4 separate regions of the Sus scrofa genome follow, and all the other regions are linked to region 4. Evidence: chromatin contacts called from public Hi-C and HiChIP or PLAC-seq data. All regions are on one chromosome and are shown on one strand. The core of a region is the stretch at or near the end of the contact, and the rest is flanking DNA. Distances in the headings are between cores, read along the strand shown.

Region 1 (6,906 bases), core at 1,224-3,723, 160 kb after region 4:
GGAAGCATTGAACTCATGAAATAGGGTCTTATGATACAGAAGAAAGGCAGACTCCTCTGTTCTTGAGGAGTTAAGGTATGCACATGATTTTATGAAAGGTGAGATTGTGGTTCTAGCTATCCTAAGGTTTCCTTTAATATGATTGCAGGGTATAGTCAGTGGAGGGTATTGTGTAGTGTGTTCTGGTTTTGTGTGATGTAGTCTTTTAATTTTTATTTCTAGCACCTAAAACTACATTGAATAGAATTTTATGTCATTCATATCAGTAGCACTGAAAAATTTCCCCAATGTTCAATCATAATTTCTCAAATCCTATGGAATGGAAAGAATTAAGAGATTATGTAATGAACTATGAAAGAATTTTTCTTTTTCCTCTCCCCTCTTTTGGAGGCTAGTCTTGAAAGAATGCTGCATAAGAAAGATTTCTTCCTGCTATTCTTTGTAGTGTATTATAAGAAACCAACATTCTTATGTAATTTTGATAATGTGTCTATATATATATACAAAGTTTCCCTGATCATTAATGAAAATTGAAAAATTTTTTCAACCACTCAAAGATGATGGGTATATGTGTGTGTATATATACATATTTCTTTACATAGATCTATATGTGTTTGTATACTTTATACATAATATATACCTATTTTTTGAGCAGTCAGAAAAATATTTTCTAACTTCATAATGATCAGGGGAACTTTACTTAAAAACTGTCCCTTGTTACCCTTACTTCTGGAATTAACGTTTTTAACACAATTATTGGATGTGGTTTCTTTCTTCCTTTTTGCCGGGGTTTGAGTGAACTCTGGAACAGGTGTGTGTCGTTAAAATTGGTAGGAAAAGAATGATCTGATAAGTGATGGCTCAAGACTACTCTGTTTCCCCTTCTGTATGATTTTCTTTGATTTCTTCCACCCCCCACGACAATGTCTCAGTTGTGTTTGTTCTGTGCATACCTTTCTTGGCCTTTTATACTTGCACAGTGTAGCTTAGAGCTAGCGCAAAATACATAGCTCAAGGGCTGTGATGTATGGATTGCATTGTAGGCTTCCCAGCACTGTCTCCTCAGCGCACAATAACTGCAGTGTGGTGGGGCCTACACGGAGACAGTGATGGTGTTTTATAAAACGCCAGTGGTGTGTGGCGTCGAATGCAATCCGCCGGGTAAGCAGTTGCACAAATTCCTCCAAGTTGAGAAGCCTCCAGAAATGCCATGTTTTGGCCTCCATAACGAATGCCACAAATAACAGCCCAGGCACGGGGGACTTCACTTGGCGTCTCAGATTCCAGCCTGCCTTTCTTCAGCTGGGTTTGCTATAGATTGCTTTGCCCCTCTGGCCCCTCTCCCCAAGAGAGTTCCCCAAACCTTGAATTTTTTTTTTTTTTTTTTTTTGCTTTTTAGGGCCACACCTGCAGCATATGGAGGTTCCCAGCCTAGGGGTCTAATCAGAACCACAGCCGCCGGCCTATACCTCAGCCACAGCAATGCCAGATCCGAACCGCGTCTGTGACCTACACCGTAACTCACTGCAATGTCGGATCCTTAACCCACTGAGCTAGGCCAGGGATCGAACCTGCAAGCTCATGGTTCCAGGTCGGATTTGTTTCCGCTGTGCCACGACGTGAACTCCTTGAATGATATATTTTAAACCCCTCTAAATTGTCTTGTCTCTCCTTTGGAGGTCTCTCATGTGTTAGGCTGTCTTATTTTTTTATTTTAATTTTTGTCTTTTTAGGTCCACACCCATGGCATATGGATGTTCCCAGGCTAGGGGTCCAATGTGAGCTTCAGTTGCTGGCCTACACCACAGCCGCATGGGGTCCAAACCTCATCTTCGACCTACACCACAGCTCACAGCAACGCCGGATCCTTAACCCACTGAACCAGGCTAGGGATCGAATCCCCCGTCCTTGTGGATACTATTCAGGTTCATTAACTGCTGAGCCACGACAGGAGCTCCTAGGCAGTCTTTTAAAGAAAAAAAAAAAAATCTAATACCTGGGAAATAAAGTACTTTTTTTGTTTAAATTTTCAACCCATTGATTTTATTTTTCTGTTTAATGTTGTAAGAGGGGTTAGGGAGAGGCAGACGGGGAAAAGTAGATTGTAAAGCTTGTTGGCCGTTAACATAGAAAGTAAGATTTCTTTTTGAAGTGTGCCTGGCAAGTTGATTAACTGTTATATGGTTTTAATCATTTAATTAACTGGTGCTACATTATCAGAATAGAGATGAGCACAGTTTGTAGTCTATAAACATTCTAGCATAAGTAGGAATATAAAGCAAAGGCATGCTTCAGATAGCAAGAAGAAATAACAGTGGCTGATGTCTTGGGGAAGGAATGTGTAAAGCCTGCAAAACCCCACTGTCCGCTTCTGCATTTATAAAGGTGGCACATGGCTGGCTCTTAAGAGAAAGGGGCAGACTGGCTTTTCTACTGACATCATTCTTCTAGTTCCCAAGAAGTATTTGGAAATGTTTTAATTACTACGGAAGTGTCTAAGTATCAAGTAGAATTGCGAAAATAAAATGTAGATCTGTGGCTGTTCTTCTCCTGCAATAGTCTGACAGTGTGTGTTTGGCTTAATTCCTTGAATATGTATATGTTGGTAGTTCACTAACTAGAGCCAGGAGTTTGCATCAGACTGAGAGCCAGAAGACCTGATTTCTAGACTCAATTCTGCCAACTTTTTGGCTGGCATTATAGCACCAAGCCATTGCATCCAACATATCTTTTAGCCTCCTGGAGAGCCAGGTTACTTAAAGTGCTGCTGTAGGAGACATTGAAGTAAGACATACTTTTGCTTAAAGAACCCAGTCTTCAAAAAGTAATAAATATCAAAAGGAGTAGAATTTAAGAGGAACTACCATAGATAGGAAGTAAAGTGCTTGAAGAAGAAAGATGAATATTGGGTCATAAATCAAGCTAGAAAAGAAAGATTATGTCAGGTAGTTCTTTTTATCTGAGACAGGCAACACTTGCCAATAGTTATGACAGCTAATGAACCAGCTGCATATACTGGTATTTTAGGGGTACATTGTAAATCAAAATATCTGTGTATTCTACTTGGTTGACAAATGTTTATTTGTAGTCTTTTCATGTTCTAGAATTCAAGTTGCCTGTATAAAAATCGAAAGAGCAATACTAGAAAATTGCCTTCCTGGATAGAAATAAGGAGGACTAATGTTTATGGATATCACAAATAAGAAGTCACACTGAAAAGTTAGATGGGTTAAACTCTCTGTAACCTCAGTTTTCTCATTTGTGAAGTGAGATTGGATGTAATAACCGTGAAAGCTCTTTATAATTATATTTAAAATCAGTAATTGTTTTAGAGCAGCTCAGAAAGGGCCTGTGCTTTCAGCTGCCTTTTAATGAATTCATGTAATGGGCCAAACATTTTTTTAAGTACTTTAAATATACCTCATTTAATTCTCTTATCGCCATCGTAAGGTGAGTGTTTATTTTAGAGAGAGGAAACTGAGGCACAGTGAAGTTAAGTAACTTGCCCGAGGTTATACAGCTGTTGAGAGGTAGGGCTGGTGTTCAAATCCATGTCACTGCCATTCTGCTGTGGTACCTTTCTAGCATATGGTCGAGAATCAGTCATTCTCTTGAAAGGTGGTACATTGCAGAATCTGGTATGGGAGGAGGAACAATTTCAGCTTGCACACCCCCACACATTTTTAATGTACTGCCATTGTGAGTTGTGTCTTGGTTCCTTTCTCCCAAATGATGAGGATTATTAATAAGTAATTAATGATTAATAAATTTGTGGAGTAAGTTGTGAACAGTAGTGAAGGCAAAAATGAAATTGTGAGCCACTAGGTCGTATTACTGTCAGGGTACACTCTGGTAAATTAATTCTTATAAAGTATAATAACTTGGAACATTTAATATATGTCTCCTGATCATCTGATATGTTTTCTTTTTTTTAATTTATTTTTTCCCCACTGTACAGCAAGGGGATCAAGTTATCCTTACATGTATACGTTTTTTTTCCCACCCTTTGTTCTACTGCAATAAGAGTATCTAGACATAGTTCTCAATGCTACTCAGCTGGATCTCCTTGTAAATCTATTCTTTTTTTTTTTTTTTTTTTGTCTTTTTGCTATTTCTTAGGCCGCTCCCGCGGCATATGGAGGTTCCCAGGCTAGGGGTCCAATTGGAGCTATAGCCACCGGCCTACGCCAGAGCCACAGCAACGCGGGATCCGAGCCGCGTCTGCAACCTACACCACAACTCATGGCAACGCCGGATCGTTAACCCACTGAGCAAGGGCAGGGACCGAACCCGCAACCTCCTAGTCGGATTCGTTAACCACTGCGCCACGACGGGAACTCCTCCTTGTAAATCTATTCTAAATTGTGTCTGATAAGCCCAAGCTCCTGATCCCTCCCACTCCTTCCCTCTCCCATCAGGCAGCCACAAGTCTATTTTCCAAGTCCATGATTTTCTTTTCTGTGGAGATATTCATTTGTGCTGGATATTACATTCCAGTTATGTGATATCATATGGTATTTGTCTTTGGCTTTCTGACTCATTTCACTCAGTATGAGATTCTCTAGTTCCATCCATGTTGCTGCAAATGGTATTATGTCATTCTTTTTATGGCTGAGTAGTATTCCATTGTGTATATATATACCACATCTTCCGAATCCAATCATCTGTCGATGGACATTTGGGTTGTTTCCATGTCCTGGCTATTGTGAATAGTGCTGCAATGAACATGCGGGTGCATGTGTCTCTTTTAAGTAGAGTTTTGTCTGGATCTATGCCCAAGAGTGGGATTGCGGGGTCCTATGGAAGTTCTATGTATAGATTTCTAAGGTGTCTCCAAACTGTTCTCCATAGTGGCTGTACCAGTTTACATTCCCACCAACAGTGCAGGAGGGTTCCCTTTTCTCCACAGCCCCTCTAACACTTGTTATTTGTGGACTTATTAATGATGGCTATTCTGACTGGTGTGAGGTGGTATCTCATGGTAGTTGTGATTTGCATTTCTCTTATGATCAGCGATGTTGAGCATTTTTTCATGTGTTTGCTGGCCATCTGTATGGTATGTTTTCTTTATGAAATAATAAGAAACATGACATTTTGTTGGCCTTTTGAATTAGCTTCCAAGGCAGATTGGTTTTAGGGGTTTTTTTGGTCACCCCCATAGCATGTGGAAGTTCCTGGGCCAGGAATCGAACCTACACTGCAGTGTGATACAAGCCACTGCACTGACAATGCTGGATCCTTAACCCACTGAGCTTCCAGGAAGCTCCAGTTTTAGGTTTTTTAAGAGTAACTTCTCTGAGTTTTCTGTTACAATTTTTTTTCTTTACTCCTTATTCTCTAGTTCATGTTTCTTTTCCTCTTGATGGCTTTATAACATCTATTATTTAAAAATGATGCATGTCAAAATCTTTTGAATGTTAATACATATAAGTAGTGAAATACAGTGATTGTAGGTTAATGGGTTTTATTTGGCTAGCAATCCATTTTTTCCTTAATTTAAGAGTTTTAGCATTTATCAGCCATTACATCTTTTTTTTTTTCCCTTTCTTTTTAGGGCTGCACCTGCAGCATATGGAAGTTTCTAGGCTAGGGGTTGAATCAGAGCTGCACAGCTGATGGTGTATACCACAGCCACAGCAAGGCTGGATCTGAGCTGCATCTGTGACCTATGCTACAGGTTGTGGCAATGGCAAATCCTTAACCCACTCAGCAAGGCCAGGGATTGAACCCACATCCTCATGGGTACCTAGTTAGGTTCATAACCCACTGTGCCACAATGGGAACTCCCATTACATCTTTTAATATTGCCCCTCCCTTACTCTGTTTGTTGTCTTCATCTAGAATTCTGATGAGATATATGTAAGACTTTCTCTTCTATCTTACATGTCAGTGAAGTTCCTTCATGGTTTTCATCTTTCTGTATTGCATTCTGGGTAGTTTTTTCAGATCGATCTTCCAGTTCACTGTTTTTCTTTTTTTTTTTTTTTCTGTTTTTCTTTTTAATGCTATCAAACCTTGTCAGTTTGGATTATAAGCTAGTTTGTATAGTTGATTTCTAGATATTCTAATTAGTTCTTTTCACAGTCTGCTTTTTGATACTTTTTTCTTGGTATTTTAAAATATTTAAGCATATAAAAAGTACTGATTTTGTGCTGTACTTGATAGATATTTCCATTATCTACAGTCTTGAATATCAGTCTCGTAATTGCCTTTAATACTCAGTAGTAGTAACTGGTTTCCTTATGAGTTTTTGATCTTTTTGATTATATTGTTGGAATTTTATCTGTGGGAGTTATTTGCTTCGTCCAGACAGATGGGTCCATCAAATCCTGGACCAGTTTAAACTGAATTCTCTCTTTTGGCATTTTGGGGTCAAAAAGATAATGTTGATGCTAGTCTCCAAATCTGATTGAAGGTCATGTCATGGTAATTTTTCTCTCCCTCATTCCTTGAGGTATTATCTGTAGATCAGTAGTTCTGCTGTGGAATAAGTTAGTGTGGTATTCAAAGAAGATGGTGGCTTATTTAGCCAAGTAATTTTGGGAAACATCAGGTTCAGGTTAAATGATGATAATAAACAAGGTTATTCTTCATTGTAGAACTTCTCAGGGTGTCTTATATGCAAACAGGAGGGGGTTTTGGGGGTGGGTTTGTTTTTCTTTTTATGACCTCTCCTGTGGCATATGGAAGTTCCTGGGCTAGGGGTCCAGTCAGAGTTGCAGCTGAGACCTATGCCACAGTCATAGCAACACTGAATCCAAGCCACATCTGTGACCTATACCAAAGTCCACAGCTTGCGGCAATGTTGCATCCTTAAACCACTGAGCAAAGAGCAAGGCCAGGGATTGAATCTGCGTCCTCACGGAGACTGTGTTGGGCTCTTAACCCACTGAGCCACAACGAGAA
Region 2 (6,813 bases), core at 3,228-5,727, 140 kb after region 4:
CTTTAATAAAAAACACTCTCAATTTGCAAAGCATATAATTGATTAGCACTGATGCTGACCGAAGCCAATGTAATTTCTTGAAAGCATTTACTTAATGCCTTAGAATTTTATGACAATGAGTTTGTTGCCTTTCGTAGCTAAATTACTCTATTTACATGGCATATACTGGTATCTAAGGTTTATTACTGAGGAGCTATGTGAAGAGGTTTGAGTGGATTATCTCATGAAATACTAGGAGACTCTGTAGGAGGTAGGTATTATGAGAGATGTTCCCAGTCTTACAACCGAGGGATGTAAGGCTTAGGTTAAGTAATTCACCTAATCTTTCATAGGTAGGTAGTGGTTGAGCTAGGATTCCAGCCCCAGCGGTTTGACGGGGGAGGTTGTAAACTTGACCACTAAACTGAGTGCTTCATGGTCCTTATCTTTATCTTTGTAATAGTTATATAGAACTTTGTTTTACCCATGTAGTTATAATTCTGATATTTCGGTTGTTTTTAAAAAAAGGAATGACCAAAGATAAAGATCCTTAAAGCTCTCATAGAGAGAGGAGGAGAGAGAGAATAAAACTGTATGTCTCAGTAGTAGGGGTAGAGACAATAAGGAAACAATAGAGTAGTCTTCTGAATTTGACTCAGTTACATTGTATTTGACCTCATGTCCTTTTTTTCTTGCCTATCCTGAAAGTTGGGGAGTTTAGATTTTTGGAACCAACTTGATAACTTTTTATGTGAACTTGAGTCATTTACTTAATCTCTGGGCCAAACTGTGGCCTAGAAATTGACTTCATCTTTAGACTATAGGACTACTTAATCTAGAAGGCCCTGTCATCTCTGATGTTCTTTATATCACCAGACCTCATGGTTGAACAATGTGCTTTAGGGTTTAAATCTATCTTTATCCAGTCTTTTTCAAACAGACCTGATACATTTAAAAATAGAAAAATACGCAAATAATAGGGGAGTTGTATATGTGCCATAAAAATTTTAATCACATCATCATTTAGCCATGTGTTTTAGATATTTTTTAAAAGAAATAAAACATTAAACATAACTGCTGAGGCGTTATCTCCCCTCTCTCTGCTCTTACTTGTCTTTTTAATATGTGTGAACCTACTTTATTCATTTTAACTGCTTTAATAGTATTCCTTTAAATGACTAACAATGTATCCATTTCGCCCCCGGCACACAATTTCTTTTAAATAGTATAACAATCAGTGTTTCAGTGAACATTATGGTATCTGTTTCCTTGTTTTTTCATGCAGTAATTTCTTCAGGATAGACACCCAGGAATGGAATTGCTGGGCTAATAAGATGCACTTTTACTTCTTCAGTTTACCCAGATATTGGCAAAGCAATCTCCAAAGGGTTATGCCAATTAAATTGCAACCAGCAATCACTACTTGATTCTTCCTACATTATAATCAATACTTTTTGGTATTGATTTATTTCATCCTCTCATAATGGTGTGAAATACCATCTTAAAATTTTGATTAGCATTTATTTGATCACCCTCAACTTTTACAGATCATGCTGCAATAACAAATAGCCTCCAAATCTTCTGGACTTAGAGTAGTAGTGGTTTATTCCTTGCTCATGTTACATACTCTTGGGGGTTGGCTGTGGGCCCTGCTCCGTGTCTTCTTGACTGTTGGACCAAGACTAAAGGTGAGAAATGCTGGGCTCACAGTAGAGGGAAAAGGAAAAATGGAAGAACCACACTGTGGCTCTTGAATCTTCTGCTTGGAAGTGGTATATACCACTTTCACTTACATCTCAAGCAAGTCATGAGGTTAACGCAGTAGGTGAGCAAGTATGGTCCTCCCATGGGAAGAGCATGGAAAATAACTGAAAATGTGGAAGCAACCCTACACATTACGACTTGTGAGGCTAAGCACCTTTATGTTTTGTTTCGGTTTCTAGGATTGCTGTAGGATTTTTAAAAAATAGACAGGATATTCTTTTCCTAGTTTAAGACTAAACTAGAAATTTTCCTGAATAAGTGGTAAAAGGTGAATAGGTAGTAAATTTTATCTAGAGTATTTCCTGCATAAACTGAGGAACAGAGGTTTTTGTAATCTTAGTGTAATTTACATTAATATTTTCCAATGTTAACTCATCTTTGAATATCTAATATACTACTGGTTCATGATTTGGCATTGATTTTGTACTTTTAAATCTATGGTTATTTTTAATTTTATCAAATTGTCTATCAGATTTTGTTGTCTGGGTTATATACTAGCCTTATAAAGTTGCTTCCATTATAATATTCTCTGGAAAAAGATTGAATTAATTAGGGATTACTATTCTTTGGAGATCTGGTAGAACTTGCCTATAACACTCTTGGGCTAGTGACCTTTTTGTGGGAAGAATAAGGTTGGTAGGCTTTTTTTAAGTCATTGATTTTTCTTTTTTTTCCTTTTCCTTTTTTAGTTTTTATTTTTAAAAAAATTTTAGGGAGTTCCCATCATGGCTCAGTGGTTAATAAATCTGCCTAGGAACCATGAGGTTGTGGGTTTGATCCCTGGCCTGGCTCAGTGGGTTAAGGATCTGGCATTGCCATGAGCAGTGGTGTAGGTCACAGATGCGGCTCGGATCCTGTGTTGTTGTGGCTCTGGCATAGGCTGGTGGCTGCAGCTCCGACTCAACCCCTAGCCTGGGAACCTCCATATGCCGCGGGAGTGGCCCTAGAAAAAGGCGAAAAGACAAAAAAAAAAAAATTTATTGGGGTATAGTTGATGAATTGATTTTCTAGTAGCCTGTTTTTGGTTTTTCTTGAATCAATTTTAGTAATTCAAATTTTTAGTGGAAACTGTCCATTTCATCTAATTTGACACATCTATTTGTATGAGGTTTTTCATAGTATTTCCATCTTGACTTTGATTTTGACTTCTTTTTTATTTCTTGGGTTATTGCTTTTTCTTGCCATTCTTACTGTAGAGTTAACCATTTTAACCTTTTCTTTCAAAGAAACAGCTTGGTTTTGCTTGTTTTCTCTTTTGTAGCATTCTGTTCTTTATTTTTTCTTTGGGGTTATTTTTTTCCAAATTTTTAGTTGAATATTTCAGTATTTGAAAAAAATAAATGCGTGCTTCATGGCTCTTAATTTTCCCTTCATGTACCTCTTGTTGAATGCACAGGTTTCGAAATCCCGTGCTTTTGTTTTTTGGGGTTTTTTGTTTGTTTGTTTGGTCATGTCCGAGACATGAAAGTTCTTAGGCCAAGAGTTTCTTTTTAGTTCCATATACTTATGCGTTGTAAAATTTGAGGCTGGGTTATTAGATGCCTGCTAGTTCGAAATTGTATATTTTTGGACTCCCCCTTTTTACCATCATTTGATACCCTAAAATTTATTTGATGTTAATATTACCATACTAGCTTTATTTTGCTTAGGATTTGTCTGAACTTTCATTTTTAGGGCCATACCTGTAGCATATGGAACTTCTCAGACCAGCCATCGAACTGTGGCTACAGTTGCCGGCCTACACCACAGGCACAGCAACGCCGAATACTTAACCCACTGAGTGAGGCCAGGGATTGAACCTGCTTCCTCGTGGATACCAGTTGGGTTCGTTACTGCCCAACCACAAGGGGAACTCCCTGACGGGTCTTGTTTTTTAATCCATTTTAAAATTTTATTTTTTCACTGGTGAAGTTTAGACCATTTATTTCATATAAATTACTGATATATGTGGCTATATTCTTTATCTGATTTTGTTGGGTGTTAATTTTTGTTTACTTAAATTTATTTCCCCTTTTCTCCTTCTATTCTTTTAGGGATGATCTATAATGTTTTATAGGCACATTTGACTTCATAAAGCCTAATATTAATCACATGCCTTCTTCCTTCTTTCTCTATCTTGTTTAGCACACATGTATTGGCTGTCCAATCTCATTTTGTAATGGTATAAAATAAAGCAGTTTCTTATATGTGTGACTAGTCTATCTTCCATGATTCTACTACTCGTGTAGAATCAAGCCACTTTTTAAATAGGTCTTTTGAGCAGAGTTTAGCAAGTATATAAAGTTGAAAGCAGCAGTGTAGTTCTTTTATTCACCAAGATTTAAATTGGTTGGGGAAGCAGAGGAGTCATTACTTCAATGATTATGTTAATTTACAGATTGTCTTTTCAGCTAGTAAGTGAGTAGTGTTGAGTAAACATTTTTTCCTCCTGTCAAGTACAAAGCACAGCAGAATTTGAGTAGACTTTAGTGATGTGATCCCACAGCAGATTTTATGTACCATCAGTTCCCTGGAATCTAGGCAGTGACTTTATATTTGACCATAGGCTGTAGCTCATCAGTGTCACAATAGTTGTTGTAATAACGCAGATGTCATAAATGGTATTCCTTCTTTTGACGGATTTCTTTTATCCAGTTCTCCTTTGCATCCAGGTTCTCTGAGTTCTTAGTGTCATTAGAACGGGGCTGTTACTGATCAGACGGCTGTCACTTCCTCTTCAGGAGCAGAGCCCAAAGGACAGCCATCATGTGGTTTGAGCATGCTCATGTTTCTCAGTTCCAGCACTGACCTTAGACGGATAGGGTGATATGCTGATGCTGCTTATCTGTTGTTCTGTAGCTCTGTACCGGAAATCGGTGTCTGAGGACGACTTGAGGGGAAGTATGTTGCGGGAAACTATGGCTATTAATGAACTTGCAGGCACTTAGGGAAACAAGTACAGTGTTGGAAATAAATGCTTTTATTTGGTTGGGGAAATTAGATTTGTTTCCACCTGTTTGCTGTCACTAAAGATGCTAAGTTTGTCTGTCATGGCTTTTTAGATGCCTATAGTTATTGTTTGCTTTTTTTCTTTCTGTATGTGCATGTGTCTGATTTTCAGTTACACCTTTAGATTGTAGCCTGCCCACTGAAGAGGGCCTAAATGTCTTCACTGAGGGAAGCATGGCCTGTGAGGAAGTCTTGAGGCGTTGGAACAGCCTGACTTCTGGAGTAGAATGAGGTTCTCGAAGGCCACACATGCCAAGATAAGATGATTAAGACTGACTGATTGAACAAAAAGGAGCTGGGAAGAAATGGACCAGAGGCTGTAAAATTATTAGTGCACAAGTCCTAGCAAGAATGCTATAAGATAATAATGGAACATGGCTCCCGTAATTTATGGGGGACTTTTAAATTCACTGCTTTGGTTATAATACACAACCAGTGGTCTTTACGGATACGATTTTATCAATGTGATGAGAGCATTGGGATAGTTAGGCAGTTTCCTATTTTTGTTACCTGTCAATACCTTTGGTCAACAAAAGCACCCCTTTTAAACCATTTAATGTCAATGTTGCTCTATTAACTGAATAATTTTTTTCAAATCAAGAAGCGATTCTTGGAAGCATTTTTGTTTCATGTCTTAATATCATCTCTGCTTCACAGATTATTCCCTTAAAATAGACACATGTTCATACATCCATCTGTATTTCTCCTTTCTCTTCTTCCCCAGTCAACCCCCGTTTTTCCTGGCTCTGTGTTTCTATTTCCGTTCTCCTGTGGGCCATCTCAGCCTGTTCTTGAAGCTTAGGAATTAAAAGAGAAGATTGCCCAGGAAGCCAAGCTAGCACCGTTTTCAAAAATTGTTATCTTTGAAATCCACATTTTTCTTTCTTTTTTGAGGAAAGAGAATTTATGGAAATATTAAGTGGATAAAAATGCTTCACACACACTATTTATGAGCAGAAATACTGGATAACAGTGCATTTTTAGAGAATGATTGTAGTTAAGTAAAAAAAAATATGGAAATGGCTTGACTTTAATTAATGTTATTTCTGGCTTATGTAACAATGGGCTTATTGCTAAGCCATGCATTAATTTTGACACAAGGCTGAGTCTGTCTTTGTGCATTTGTTCCAAATCTTTGTGTGAAGTATTTTTTCCGCTAAAGTTAGTAAAAATTACGACTTGTATTTTATACTATCATCTCCTGATAATTAACTGAGATCTCAAATATTTTTGAAAAACTTGGAAAATTAGAAAATTTATAATTTCTATTCTCTGATATGTCTATTTTTTTTCTCATTGAGATGTATAATGGTATGGGACAAGCTCCTTTGGTACCAGAATTCAATTGTAAAGAACTTACCAGATTGGAAAATTCTCCTGGAGTTTGCATTCCAGAATGTTCCAGAGACTCTGCTATAGGAGGACCAACTCTTACGATATTGCCACTGAAGTCATTTACATACTTGATGTATTAAAACAGCAGGGCTCTTTCCTCTACGGAAAAATACAGTAAGATTTAGCTGGAGCCATGGATATAAAGTCAGGAGATCTGTGTTTACTTTTCTTTGGATGTCTTGGGGAAGTCATTTCCTCTTTCTATTCTCAGATTGCAAAGTAAGAATGAAAATATTTGCTTCCCCTATTGCTAGGATTGAACGGGCTTTACTATAGCTGATAAGTCTGTATATATATATTTTAAAGTCTGAAAATAAATGTGAAAGTTCCTGTAAGACCTTGGAAGCATGAGTGAATGTGCCTCTTCTGAGTTAGAGTTGCTCACGTTTTCCCCTGGCATCTGAAAGTTGTTCCCACGCATTGATTTTGTCTGAGAATCGAGGGCATTGTTCCTGCCCACACAGGAATGTCAGTACCATTTTTTTCTCAGTGCTGTGAATAAGGCTGTTAGAATGTAGGCTCTCTTCGTCAGTGTTCTGGTGATAAAACTATTTATCAGACGGTAGAATGTGTCAAGGTCTTCTTGCCTTTCTTGTGTAGAGTACTGGCCTTAGAAATCAAATTTGGTGTCATTGCTTTTGAATGTGTTTTATTTATTTACTTGATTGTTTATATCTGCTGCCACCC
Region 3 (6,926 bases), core at 1,626-4,125, 190 kb after region 4:
TTGAGAACTTTCCATTGGCTGAACCCATTCAGATGGGATCCTCTTGATGTCCATATGGGGCAGCTTCCAGAGGGAGTGCACATGGCAGAGAAGATGCTCCCTTTTTATTAGTTTATTTGTCTGACATCGTTGCTGACTGGCAAAAGTCTAACATGGGGAGGAGAACTAAGACCCGCTTTTTTCCCTTTAACTCCTTACCCGTCATCTGTAATTTCTATGCACCCGGATACTGATAATTCTAAAGCAATATGTGGAGCAACTGAAAATCAATGGATTGACTTGGATCCAGATTGTGTTTATTTTTAAGTCAGATAAAATAGCCTTAGTGTCCTGTCAGAAGGTTGCTTCACACTAGAGATAGCTTTGTTCATGTTTCAAGTGAGGGCTGCCTCCTTATTTGTGCTGAGGCCATGCTGTCTTGGGCAGTCTTCCGGCCTGCTCCCTGTGGCCATGGCCAGTGATATTTTTGGCAAGCACATCATTTGTGTCTAGAGCCAAGTTGCTGGGGCACCTGTGCCTGATTCACCCCAGCTTTTTACTCTGTTCCTAAAGACTGTTGTGGCTGTCAGGCCATGGGTAATAAAGCACCTTACAGATTAGGTTTTTAAACCTGCTCAGATGGTCTAATATAATTTTATTTGTAAATGTAAATAATTTACATATCACAGCAGTGAAAGCAGTTGGCATCAGTTACCTTGTACTGTGTTTCTGTTTTTAAAAAACTGATATAAATTGTGTTAAATTGTTCTCCATAATGAGAGAGTTGAAATGTTATATTTTTATTGAATTAAAACTAGACTCTGGGGTTTGTTTCAGTGTAGTTTATGAGAATTTGTTCCATCTTGTTAGTGATATCTGAAAACATGAATATCTTTGAATAAGTCTTCAGGTTTATGTGTCTTGAATTCTCTTAAAGGTATTCGAACATCGTATGTATTAGATATTCAACACTGCTTGAAAAGCAAGGAGATGGTTTTTTACTCTTGTTGGTAAATTTATTTGATTTTTTAAAAATCTGTCAGGCTTGCAGTTATTCTAGATTGTCATCTTTCCCCAATTAAAAATGCTGAGGAAAGAAGACAGTATTAATAAGTTCAAGAACCGTCTGCAGTCCTTTTGAAATATGCCAGCCAAAGGAATGTTGTAATAAGAACTGAATGTCAGCACTTAGAGTTATTGAAAAACTGCTTGAAAGAATTCAAAGATTTCAACACTGTCAGCCTAGAAGAGAAATTTTCTGTGAGGGCTTGGTGTTTTGCAGAACATAGGCATTATTTAACAGCCGTGAGCTGGCATGAGCCATGTGCGGTAAATTTGCCTACAGCCAAATGGCTGACCGCACCTTGGGGTGGGCACCCAGACGGTCCCCAGAGGCTGGAATAGCCCTCGGAAAACACGTTTTTATCTCCCATATCTTCAGGACGTCTCAAAGTCTGTTTCCTTTCCTCCCTTTTACCTCTTACAGCCCAATGAGAGCGTATTGCATTAAGCTTTTTGAAGACTATTGTGTCTTGCAGTCAGGTTGCTGCACCTCAAATCCAACCCCTCAAGACGAATGTCTGGATTTAATATATGTCATTCAGATTTCAGATGAATATCTAAATTTGAGACTATTGAAATTTAAATACAGACCTGTGAAATGGCCCTCCTGACTATGATTTGAGGGGGACAGCTGGCTTCCTCTTCTGTATAACTTTCGCAGCTCTAACTGCGGTCAAATGGCTTATGCTTGACAGGACTCGGAAGGCGTGGACATCAAGCTGGGCGTGTGTGCTAACGGGCTCCTCATCTACAAAGACAGACTGAGAATCAATCGTTTTGCTTGGCCGAAAATCTTGAAAATCTCCTATAAGCGCAGTAACTTCTACATTAAAGTTAGGCCAGCGGAGGTAAGCAAGGTGCTCGCACATCTCGTAAGGTTTTGTCAGTGCTCCCCTTTATGGCCCTGAGCTACCGGAGTGCCTTTCATTGAATTTTAAGAAAATGAACTATTTATTCTTTCAGGGTTAAAAAAAAAAAATTCAGGGTTTTTGATGATAAACTTGCATATGTATATGTATGTATATGTACGTGTATATATGTGTATATTTATATATAATACACACACACACACATATATAGTTGTTCATTAAAAACAAGCCACAGTCACAATTTCACAGAAAAGAAGAATTGGTAAGTGCCTGCTTCATCGTGGGGGCTTGTTTTTCTTTTCCTTTTGAACCAGCTAATGGTGGAGATCAATAGGGAGGTGGTAGAATGAGTTTCAGTGGACCTTGAAGGGTAGCTGGTTTATGTCAGTAGTCCATCCTTGCTTTTCAGAGACGCTAGTATTGCAGTCTGCGAAAAGTCCATTTTGTGTCATCGTGTTAGCTATACTCATAATGACCGTTTTCAAGAACAGTCACTTCTTAGTAAAATCTCTGATTCTGTGTTTTTCGGTAGCTTCTAATCAATTCTTAAGGAAATGTGCTGATTTGTTATACGGCTTTTTTTCCAGCTGGAACAGTTTGAGAGCACTATTGGATTTAAACTGCCCAACCATCGGGCAGCGAAAAGATTATGGAAAGTGTGCGTGGAACATCATACTTTCTACAGGTAATTTGGGGAAAACAGCGTGGGATTCCTGAGAGCAACCATCCGTACCCTCTAGATCCTAGGAGGTGGCATTGGGTGGGGTGGCAGACACAGCCACATCCTGCTTTATGTTCTGCTCTCCCCAGTGTCAGATCTCCTTTGTCTGCAGTTCATTTGTGTGTCTCTTTCTGTCGTCTGGCCATGCTCATCGTTGCTTCGAACTGATCTGTGTCTGCAGTGGTCCAAAACTCCACCTCCACCCTCTCCCACCCCATTCTTCCCACCACCACTCACTTTCTGTTTCACTTGGTTTCTCTATCAACTTGCCCCGCCCCTTTGCTGCTTTGTCAAAAGTGTTTTAACCCCCTCAACCCCTGTCCTTTTTGCATGTCAGCCTGCCAGCCTGCTCATCCTGGATTAGTTCTGTGTCCTGACCTCCCCAGGGGATTTGCTTTCTTGTATTTTCTCAGTGCTTTTTTTTGTTGTTGTTGTGGATGGTGTGTAAACAAGATTAATGTGAGATTCTTCTAGCTTGATATGTACTGCCAGTTAAACTTGGCGTTGTAAATCCAGAGTAATCCCAAGTGAATTAGTGTCATCAGCTGCTTTCTAGGGAGCTTTATGGAAACTCATGGCACTTGTTAAATATTTGATTGACTTTGGTAATTGATCTGTGGGTTTTCTTTCAATGTTCTTTTGTTTTCTATAGATAAACATTAATTATATGTGATTTATAATGGCAGGGGTTTTTGTAAAATTAAAATGTTAATAAACCTACTTCTTAAGCAGTAAAATACGTAAAAGCTGAATTCCTTTGTGACACATCATTACTTAGATCATCTTGCTTGAGGCCTTTAATCCTCTGTGATAATTAGTCCCTATTGTGGCTTTTAAATTCCTCAAAGTGGAATGATAGATGCCTTGTGGTAATTTGGATGTTATTCTCTGAACATAGGGTCTGATGTGGAAAATAAAAATAATATCAAATGGAAATAATTGTTGCATGATCTTGAAGTGATAGTACTGAAATGTTTGCTGCTTGGCCTCTATTGCCTTATAAAAATGTATTCATATTGCCATTGACTTAAACTGCCAAAAAAATTCTTTTAGAGATCGCTTATATATGTTGATGTTCAATCCTTTTTGGTCTTGCTATCTGTTTCTATTTAATTGTAGCTTAATTGCTTAAGGATTTCTTTGTGATCAGAAAAGTATAATCTGCAAGCTAATATTTTGTGTATGTGGTCACCAGTGCCAGTTGGGCAAGAAAGTACTTTATCGCCATTTAACATAAAAAAAAAAATCATCTGGTTAGTGACGTTCCTTCTTTTGCATTATGACTTATATCTGCCTTTAAAATATTTTCTTTGTGTTTCTTGGATTTATATTTTTTGTAAACTGGAAATAAGAGAAAATCCTCATGGAGCTGCTCATCCTGGGAAGATATGGCCTTCGGTTGAAATACAGACAACTGAAGCAAACCTACAGAAGGATGCCAGATGCCCCCATATCGCTCTCTTCTTTGCCTCTAGTCTTTTTTTTTTTTTTCTTTTTAAATAATTTTATTCTGGTGAGATCACTTAACAAATTTTAAGTATACAGTGTTTTCTTACTTATAGGGGCAGTGCTATATAGCAGATCCCTAGAGCTTATTCATCTTATGTAATTGATACTTTATGTCCCTTCCCTCCAGCCCATGGTCTGGAGCCACCATTCCAGTCTTGGATTCTGTGAATTTGGCTATATTAGATACCTTATATATAGAATTATGTAGTACCTATCTTTTTCTGTCTGGCTGCTTTCACTCAGCATAATGTCCACCCCAGTTGTTGCACATTGCAAATATCTTTCTTTTTAAAAGGCTGAATGGTATTCCGCTGTATTTATAGCCCGTATTTTCTTTACCCACTCATCTGTCAATGGATGTTTAGGTCATTTCTACATCTTAGTTATACAGTGCTATAATGTACATGGGAATGCTAATATCTCTTTGAGATCTTGATTTCAGTTCTTTTGGAAAAATACCTAGAAGTGGGATTGATGGATCATGTGGTAGTTCTGTTTTTAAGGTACCTCCCTACTATTTCTTATAGCTTCTGTACCATTTTATATTCCCACCAACTGTGTAAAAGTGTCCTAGTTTCTCCACATTCTCACCAACACTTGTTGTCTTTTGTTTAGTTTTTAAAATTTTATGGAGAAAGTAGTTTCCTTTGGGGTCACTAATGCATGTTTCTCCTTGGAGGTATTTTTTAGAAATGTCTCTTTTTTTTTTTTTTTCTGTTGGTCAATTGGCTGGTACATACAGAGCATACTTCATGAATAGATGATAAAAAATAAGCGTGGTTTAGCCAACTTGTTTTTCAAGGAGAAGGAGCACTTCTTAATTATTGCACTGATGAGCTTGCCAGTGACCCTTTTTAGTATACATTACACAGCATTCTTGGAGCATAGTTAGCTGGATTGCAAGATAGGGAAACCCGCCTTATGCAGCCTATCAGGAGACCGTGCGTGGTAAATGACCACATTTCTAAGCTTGCTGTTGGTACTCATGATCAATGTGCCAAGGCATTTAATCATCAGTTTTATTGTTTTTCTGGGTTAATACAATTGAAAATCCTGACTTGATGGAGAAGCACCTCTTGTATTATTCCACGTAGCCTTACCTCGACTTGAATCTCTTTTCATTCCTTATTAAGCAGAAGATTTCTAATAAATGAGCAGAAAGGCTAGAAATACTTGAAATGGTAAGGCACTCTTCTTTGGAGAATGATAGGAAAAAATTTGATGGAGTTCTCCCTCCATATTCTGGAATTGGCAACTAAAATCTTCTTATTTAATAAATTTTCTAAGAGCTCTGGGATTATTTTTTTTGCTGAGATGTTTTGCCAACTATGGATCAGGCAGTGAAAGCAAGATAATTTCAGTTGTACTCCAGACACGATTGGCTCATTCACTAAAAGCATGCTTTTGCCTGAGTCTGGAAGTATTTGACATCAAGGAAGTTTTACTTCATTCATTTTGGACCCTGGGTTTTAAGCAGCAGAGTTGTTCTGGCAAGAGAGAATGTTAGTCATCTCTCCACATCTACTGCATGCTGTATTCTTCTTGGGAAAGCATCACTTGATGGAAGAGATTCTGGGGTTAGATGTTCTTTCCCAGGAGGAATAGATGTAAATATTAAGAATTACTAATGATAATGGATTGCTACTTGGCACTTACCAGCTAGGGGCAAGAATTCAGACATATGTGTTTATATAAATGATTTAAGTTAATACAAATAAATAACCTTTGATACACACTGGGAACAGCTGCTCTTTTGCTCAGGTTGAGGAGAACATATTATGCATACACGAATGGAGAGTTACTCATCTTCTTCTCATAAAGCTCTGTGTATAGAAGGGTTTATAAATAATGCTCTTTTTTAGTAGAAAGTTTAGGCAGCATTTTGGGGACCAAAAAGTCATACTTAATGAAATGAGATATTAAAATACGTAGTTTTAAAGCTTAAAAAAAAATCCATAAAGTCTAACTTTGTTCCTCTTTTTCCCCCACCATAGGCTTGTGTCTCCAGAGCCTCCACCAAAGGCCAAGTTCCTGACCTTGGGGTCCAAATTCCGCTACAGCGGCCGTACCCAAGCGCAGACCCGCCAGGCCAGCACCCTCATTGACAGGCCGGCGCCGCACTTTGAACGCACCTCTAGTAAACGGGTCTCCAGGAGTCTCGATGGAGGTAAACACCTTTATTGTGGTTCCGGATTCCACAAATCTTTCTCTAATCCAGTGGGATCAGAAAATGCTGATCTGGTTAATAAAGCCCCAGAAAGACCCTGGAGGGATAGCCTTAATTTTTTCCTTCTGAATAAATAAAATACTCTTACTTGTACACTCACAAGAAAATAATTTTATAATGTTTGAAGTTGTCATTTTGAGTCTAAATTTTCTTGGCAGTGTCAGTACACATAAATATTAGCTGAGTTCTCATGGATGATGTGTTTGTTGGACAGATGTTTTTACTGGTCTGACTTAATCGTGATGTATTTTATGTGACTTAGTTTCTCATGTTCAGGTTTCTTGAACTTGTTATTTCATGGCAGAAATGTAATTCCAAGGGAGTGTGGAAGCATGTGAACCTTTATGCAAAGGAACGTAAAACATTCATCGCATCATCACGTCTTTATGAGTTTAAAAACACTTACTAAAGCTTAGCAGACATTCCAGCACATGGAAAACCATTCACAGCTTCAAAGGATTAGTTTAAATACAGTGTTCTCACAAAAAGAAAGGAAATATAATATGTTCATCTGTTCTTGCACCCAAGGGGAGACATCTATAAATTTGTATATTTTTTT
Region 4 (7,202 bases), core at 2,815-5,314:
GGTAGTATGGCCATTTTTACAATATTGATTTTCCCAATCCACGAACATGGAATATCTTTCCATTTCTTTACATCGTCTTTGATGTCTTTGATTAAAGTTTTATAGTTCTCAGCATATAGGTCCTTTGCCTCCTTGGTCATGTGTATTCCGAGGTATTTGATTTTGTGAGGTACAATTTTAAAAGGTATCGTATTTTTGTATTCCTTTTCTAATATTTCATTGCTGGTGTACAGAAATGCAACTGACTTCTGAATGTTAATCTTATATCCTGCTGCTTTGCTGAATTTATTAATCAGTTCAAGGAGTTTTGGGGTTGAGTCCTTAGGGTTTTCTAGGTATAGTATCATGTCATCTGCATACAGTGACAGTTTTATCTCTTCTCTTCCTATCTGGATGCCTTTTATTTCTTTGGTTTGTCTAATTGCTGTGACTAGGACTTCCAAAACTATGTTGCAGAGCAGTGGTGAGAGTGGGCATCCCTGTCTTGTTCCAGATTTGAGTGAGAAGGCTTTCAGTTTTTCCCCATTGAGTATTATATTTGCTGTGGGTTTCTCATAAATGGCTTTGATTATGTTCAGGAATGTTCCCCCATACCCACTTTGGTGAGAGTCTTGATCATGAATGGATGTTGAACTTTGTCAAATGCTTTTTCAGGGAGTTTCCCAGGCTAGGGGGAGATGATCATGTGGTTTTTGACTTTTCTTTTGTTAATGTGGTGTATGACGTTGATTGACTTGCGTATGTTGAACCATCCTTGTGAACCTGGGATGAACCCTACCTGGTCATGGTGTATGATTTTTTTTGATATGTTTTTGGATTCGGTTGGCTAAGATTTTGTTGAGAATTTTTGCGTCTATATTCATCAAAGATCGTGGCTGATAGTTTTCTTTTTTGATGTTATCTCTGTCTGGTTTTGGAATGAGGGTGATGGTGGCATCGTAGAATGTCTTTGGGAGTATTCCTTCTTCTTCAACCTTTTGAAAGAGTTTAAGGAGGATGGGCACCAGTTCCTCTTTATATGTTTGATAAAATTCTCCTGTGAAGCCATCTGGTCCTGGACTTTTATTTGTAGGGAGCGTTTTTATGAACTCTTCAATTTCATTTCTAGTGATCGGTCTGTTCATTTGGTCTGTTTCTTCTTGACTCAGTTTTGACAGGCTGTAAGATTCTAGAAAATTGTCCATTTCTTCCAGATTGTCAAATTTGTTGGCATATAGTTGTCCCTTTTTAATTTTTTAATGATTTTTATTTTTTCATTATAGTTGGTTTACAGTATTCTGTCAATTTTCTTCTCAGAGTTTTAACTTGTCTTTTTTTTTTTTTTTTTTTTTTTTTTTTAGAGCCATGACACATGGAGTTTCCCAGGCTAGGGGGCTAATTGGGGCTGTTGCTGCTGGCCTACACCAGAGCCCCAGCAACGCAGGATCTGAGCCCTGTCTGCGACCTACACCACAGCTTATGGCAATGCTGGATCTTTAACCCACTGAGCAAGGCCAGGGATCGAACCTGCAACCTCATGGCTCCTAGTTGGATTCGTTAACCACTAAGCTACGACAGGAATTCCTAACTTGTCTTTTTTCTAGGACCACTCAGTACAGTGCATTCTTAGTGCCAAAGGTCTGCTGAAACAGGCTCACACCAAATTGCAATAGCCAATTGTCGAACTTCAGAAATTTTGAAAGCTGGCAACTAAGCCTGGCTATTATTAAAAATTAAACTATAGAAACATAATTAAATTTAATTTAAAATGATGCTAAGTCTAAAACTCAGAAAAAAAGGTAAGGATCAATCTTCGTGTCTTGGATTAGACAATGATTTCTTAAATATGACACCAAGAGCAAAAAAACAAAAGAAAAAAAAGGAGGTAAATTGGACCACATCAAAATTTAAAAGTTTCAGAGTTCCCATCGTGGCTCAGTGGTTAATGAATCTGACTAGGAACAATGAGGTTGTGGGTTCGGTTCCTGCCCTTGCTCAGTGGGTTAAGGATCTGGCGTTGCCATGAGCTGTGGTGTAGGTTGCAGACACAGCTCGGATCCCGAGTTGCTGTGGCTCTGGCGTAGGCTGGCAGCTACAGCTGCAATTCGACCCCTAGCCTGGGAACCTCCATATGCCGCAGGAGCAGCCCAAGAAATGGAAAAAAAAAAAAGGGCAAAAAATAATTTTTAAGTTTCATGCTTCAGAGGACACTATGAAGAAAGTGAAAATACAACCCATACAATGGGACAAAATATTTGCAAATATTTGGGAGTACTTGTATCTGGGGTAATTGTATCCAGAATATATATATTTTTAAATTCTCATAACTCAAAAATAAGAAAAACAAAAAATGCATAAGAGATAAATTATTCAAGGGACCTTTCACCAAAGTAGATGCACAAATAGCCAAAAAGCACATGAAAAGATCCTCATCATTAATTAAAACATCAACCACCATTACTCGTTAAGGAAATGCATATCAAAACCACAATGAGATACTTACTCACTAGGATGGCTATAATCAGAATACAAACAATAGCAAATATTTGTGAGGATGTGGAGAAATTGGGAATGTCCAAAACAGGCATATCCATAGAAACAGAAAGCACATTTGGTTTGTGATTGCCTATAGCTGGGAGGAGGGGGAGGGGATGGTGACTGCTAATGGTTACAGAGCTTCTTTTGGGAATGCTGAAAATATTGCAAAATTTGATTCTGGAGATGGTGGCACAGCTCTATAAATGTACTAAAAAACCATCAAATTGTATTTTTTAAATGGATGAATTGAATGGTATGTGAATTAACTCTCAATAAGTTTTAATTTAAAGGATAATATTCAAAGCACAACATATTCTAATTATCTTACATTACCTATGCTCTTGAGGTCACTTACTGAAAGATGGTGCCGAAGTTGCCTCAGAACATAGGATCAAGTTGTACATGACGTTACATCAGTAAGGACTGTTTATCTCAACTAAGACCTTGTTTATTTCTTTATATTAGACAGCCAGATGGCAGTGAGTGATAATACTCTGTACTAATCCCTTGGGAAGACTTGTTTGCTTGAGATTTAGTTGCAAACAGTAATGATTTGCTGCACCATTATAAGAAATATAGCAATGCCAGAAAGGGCTTCGGGACAAATAAAATGATCGGAATATGATATATTTTGTGTATACATGTGTACACAAAAGATCTAGTCAATATTCTACCAACAAATATTTGTTGAGAATTATAGAAAATGCAAAAATGAATTAGATTCTGTTTCCATATGCAGTCAAGGTTCAGTGAAGAAAAATAGAAAGCAATCAAATTTTTTTTTGTTTTCAGGGCCATACCTGCAGCATATGGAAGTTCCCAGGCTAGGGGTCAAATCGGAGCAGGAGCTGCCAGCCACAGCCACAGCCACAGCAACCACAGCCACAGCAATGCGGGATCCAGACACCATCTGTGATCTACCCTGCAGGAACACTGGATCCTTAAACCACTGAGCGAAGCCAGGGATCAAACCTGGAACCTCGTGGATACTAGTCCAGTTCTTAATCCACTGAGCCACAACAGGAACTCCTAAATATTTAAAGCTAAAGGCATGTAAATCAAAGAAGTGGGTATTTATACACTTTTGAAAGGGTTTAAAGAGTGAAAGTGAGGGGAGCTACCACCAATTTTCAGAGTCACTAAAACCGAATCTGAAACTTCCTGCTTTCATGCAGAAGTCAGGAAGCTGCAAGAGACTGAAATCAATAATCAAGATTATCCTGCAGCCTTGGGGTGACAGGCTGGACAGGAAATGTGGAAATTGCTGCCAAAAGTCCCATCTCAAGCTCACATGTCCACCACCACTGCTGGAGAAAAAAGCTTGGCTTGTCTCTCTCTCCTGCCTTCTAAGTCATGCACACATACATCTCATGGGCAGAATCTAAACTATATTTGGAAACCTTCTGGCAAGGAACCATACGGAAAATGGAGTTCTTATTTATCTAATGCCTGCAATGAAAGAAAGGGAGAGAATCAAAGAGAATGGAAATGGTGCTAAGTACCAACAAATAAGATATGACTCATTACCCTAAGGGAGTAATTCGTCTCACTTGTTCCAATCATCATTACGTCATTGATGTAGTGGACCAGTGTGAAGGCCTGTGGGATGGCTAGACTATCAAATTTCCTGTAGACTAGATTATGACAGCTGGAGATTTGATATAGCCCTGGGACAGGAGGATTCTTGTGTACTCTTGGGTAAAAGTAATCTGCTTCTGAGAGTTCCCATTGTGGCTCAGCCGTTAATGAACACAAGTAGTATCCTTGAGGACGAGGGTTTGATCCCTGGCCTTGCTCAGTGGGCTAAGGATCTGGCGTTGCCATGAGCTATGATGTAGGTTGCAGAGGCAGCTTCAATTTGACCCCTAGCCTGCCTGGGAATTTCCATGTGCTGTGGTTACAATCCCTAAAAGAAAACAAAAACAAAAACAAAAAGGTAAGCTGTTTCTGTTGGTCTTTACTTGTTAGTATAGAAAAGGAGTCAGAGAAAACTAGAGCATGAAGACGGGCCATTTTTTTTTCCTATTGGCCAAAGTTCAATAGGACCCTGGCTGATTCTCATTCGTTTACACACATTTACAGCTGCTTTCACTGGACTACAGCAAATTGAGAAATTGGGACAGAGGCCTTACTGACCAGCCAAAATATTGCCCCCAAAATAAAGACAAACAGCAATAAAACAAAGTTTTATGTTTACTCTAAAACTAAATACTAAAATGTACTTGTAATAGTTAAAACCAGGTATTTTTTCTGAGATTTGAAATCATCAATAGCTATTTTAAGTGGACTTTCCCCCTCAGTTTTCAGATTCTAGTATGAAATAGCTGAAGATGTGCTGCTCTCAACCTCTGATAAAAAAAACCACAATAAAACAAAATTTAAAATCCTGTATGCAAAAATTCATGTTTATTCTTTACATGATCAGATAAGGTTATTTGCAATATTTGATTTATAAACCATTATTACTTCCTTTTTTGTTTTGTTCTGTTTTTGCTTTTTAGGGCCACACCCTTGGCATATGGAAGTTCCCAGGCTAGGGGTAGAAACAGAGCTGTGGCAGCTGGCCACAGCCACAGCCACAGCCACAGCAACGCTGGGTCTGAGCCATGTCTGTGACCTACACCACAGCTCACAGCAATGCTGGAGTCCCCATCCTCTGTTGGAAGCCAGGGATCGAACCCTCATCCTCATGTTTACTAGTAACATTCGTTTCTGCTGCACCACAATGGGAACTCCCAATTTGTTATTCTAATAAAGCACATTTAAAAAATTGGGGGGGGGAGTTCTTTGTTCCAAAAAGTTTCCAATACAAATTTCAACCCAGGCCAGGACTTATATCTAGACTTTACTGGGGGCCACTGCTGAAATGCCACATTGACGTGAATGAAGACAGGCTGGCCTACGGTATAAACGCAGAGGTCTGTGTTTACCAGCTGGAGTTAACACTCTCACTCCAAAATCTAGATGTGGATGGGGAAAAGACAATGGCAAATGTTGACCCTGGGACCTGTTAATTTGTAGTGCTATTTGTAGAAGTTTTTCTTATACTTTTGAACTCTCATTTCAATATCCATGTCATCCTATAAAATATTTTCTTCTTACATTTCATGCATAAGGAATTGAGGCTCAGAGAGTCAGTGAATCACCAGCTTCTCAGCGAAAAAGACCAGGGAGTTCCCGTCGTGGCACAGTGGTTAACGAATCCGACTAGGAACCATGAGGTTGCGGGTTCGATCCCTGGCCTTGCTCAGTGGGTTAACGATCCGGCGTTGCCGTGAGCTGTGGTGTAGGTTGCAGACGCGGCTCGGATCCCGCGTTGCTGTGGCTCTGGGTAGGCCGGTGGCTACAGCTCCGATTTGACCCCTAGCCTGGGAACCTCCGTATGCCTCAGGAGCAGCCCAAGAAATAGCAAAAAGACACACACACACACACACACACACACACACAAAAAGACCAAAGACAACAAATATTCACCAAGCATCCACTATATTATAGGCACCAACGTAAGCCAGAACTTGGATTTTTTTTGACTCCAAGTCCATTATTGTTACTACGAAAATTTATTAATTCCCTTCATCATGAAATATACCAAGCGCTGACTGCGCCCAAACTGAGAATAAGATGACTAGGAGAAGGGTTTTTAAAAAAGGAAAAAGACAAAGACAAAAAGGGAGTTCCCTTTGTTGTTCAGTGGGCTAGGAACCCGACTAGTATCCATGAGGACACAGGTTCGATCCCTGGCCTGGTTCAATGGGTTAACGATCTGGCATTGCCATGAGCTGCAGTGTAGGTGGCAGGCGTGGCTTGGATCCCACTTTTCTGTGGCTGTGGCATAGGCTGGCAGCTGCAACAACTCTGATTTCATCTCTGGCCTGGGAACTTCCATATGCCATAGGTGCAGCCATTAAAAAAAATTGATGGAGGATGGAGTTCCCCTTGTGGTGCAGTGGAAATGAATCTGACTAGGAACCATGACATTGCGGGTTCAATGCCTGGCCTTGCTCAGTGGGTTAAGGATTTGGCGTTGCTGTGAGCTGTGGTGTAGGTCACAGATATGGCTTGGATCTGGCATTGCTGTGGCTCTGGCGTAGGCCGGCGGGTACAGCTCCGATTCAATCCCTAGCCTGGGAACCTCCATGTGCCGTGAATGCGGCCCTTGAAAGACAAAAAAATAAATAAATAAATAAAAATTGATGGAATAAATGACATTAAAAATATGTCTGGAGTTCCCATCGTGGCTCAGTGGTTAACAAATCCGACTAGGAACCATGAGGTTGCGGTTTGATCTCTGGCCTTGCCCAGTGGGTTAGGGATCCAGCATTACCCTGAGCTGTGGTGTAGGCTGCAGACGTGGCTCGGATTCCGAGTTGCTGTGGCCCTGGTGTAGGCTGTTGGCTACAGCTCCGAATGGACCCCTAGCCTGGGAACCTCCATATGCCGCAGCAGTGGCCCAAGAAAATGGCAAAAACAAAAAATATATAAATGTGTTTATATTATTACCTGACAAATAGAGAGAGCAGTGTGCCTGGAGAGTTCACTTCCCTCATTTGCCTTGCCTTATGTATCTCTTCATCTGGCTATTGATTCTTATCTTTTAATATCCCTTGTAACAAGTTGGTAATCTAGTGAGTAAAATGTTTATCTGAGTTCTGTGAGCTGCTCTAGCAAAAAAATCAAACCTGAGG

The links. Hi-C and Micro-C count contacts between places; a contact is called where the count stands out from the background. HiChIP or PLAC-seq counts read pairs in DNA pulled down with a chosen protein or histone mark.
Region 1: a contact with region 4 is called in an H3K27ac HiChIP or PLAC-seq map of alveolar macrophages. The contact joins two enhancer-like sites. A contact is called at or near these places in 1 of 47 Hi-C or Micro-C datasets (liver) and 1 of 2 datasets of contacts at active chromatin or transcription factors (alveolar macrophages).
Region 2: a contact with region 4 is called in an H3K27ac HiChIP or PLAC-seq map of alveolar macrophages. The contact joins two enhancer-like sites. A contact is called at or near these places in 1 of 47 Hi-C or Micro-C datasets (skeletal muscle) and 1 of 2 datasets of contacts at active chromatin or transcription factors (alveolar macrophages).
Region 3: a contact with region 4 is called in a Hi-C map of alveolar macrophages, with 2.8 times the contacts expected there. The contact joins two enhancer-like sites. A contact is called at or near these places in 24 of 47 Hi-C or Micro-C datasets (adipose tissue, alveolar macrophages, blood and 13 more) and 2 of 2 datasets of contacts at active chromatin or transcription factors (alveolar macrophages and skeletal muscle).

The regions. Positions count from the first base shown.
Region 1 is chr1:32,541,323-32,548,228 of Sscrofa11.1, forward strand. All of the region lies in intron 3 of EPB41L2 (band 4.1-like protein 2), which reads left to right. Among named protein-coding and RNA genes, the nearest start is that of EPB41L2, 130 kb to the left of the region's middle. Within about 2 kb of position 2,474, at least 4 of the 83 cell types and tissues checked have an H3K27ac peak or open chromatin away from gene starts, as enhancers often do. A contact at or near this core is called in alveolar macrophages, where this site is marked.
Region 2 is chr1:32,522,859-32,529,671 of Sscrofa11.1, forward strand. The region is part of intron 3 of EPB41L2 (band 4.1-like protein 2); the gene reads left to right. Among named protein-coding and RNA genes, the nearest start is that of EPB41L2, 110 kb to the left of the region's middle. Within about 2 kb of position 4,478, at least 7 of the 83 cell types and tissues checked have an H3K27ac peak or open chromatin away from gene starts, as enhancers often do. A contact at or near this core is called in alveolar macrophages, where this site is marked.
Region 3 is chr1:32,575,321-32,582,246 of Sscrofa11.1, forward strand. EPB41L2 (band 4.1-like protein 2) reads left to right here. Exons shown (of 18, transcript XM_021088293.1): 9 at 1,737-1,889; 10 at 2,498-2,595; 11 at 6,135-6,307. Among named protein-coding and RNA genes, the nearest start is that of SMLR1, 130 kb to the right of the region's middle. Within about 2 kb of position 2,876, at least 19 of the 83 cell types and tissues checked have an H3K27ac peak or open chromatin away from gene starts, as enhancers often do. A contact at or near this core is called in alveolar macrophages, where this site is marked.
Region 4 is chr1:32,383,712-32,390,913 of Sscrofa11.1, forward strand. No RefSeq gene overlaps it. Among named protein-coding and RNA genes, the nearest start is that of AKAP7, 25 kb to the left of the region's middle. Within about 2 kb of position 4,065, at least 9 of the 83 cell types and tissues checked have an H3K27ac peak or open chromatin away from gene starts, as enhancers often do. A contact at or near this core is called in alveolar macrophages, where this site is marked.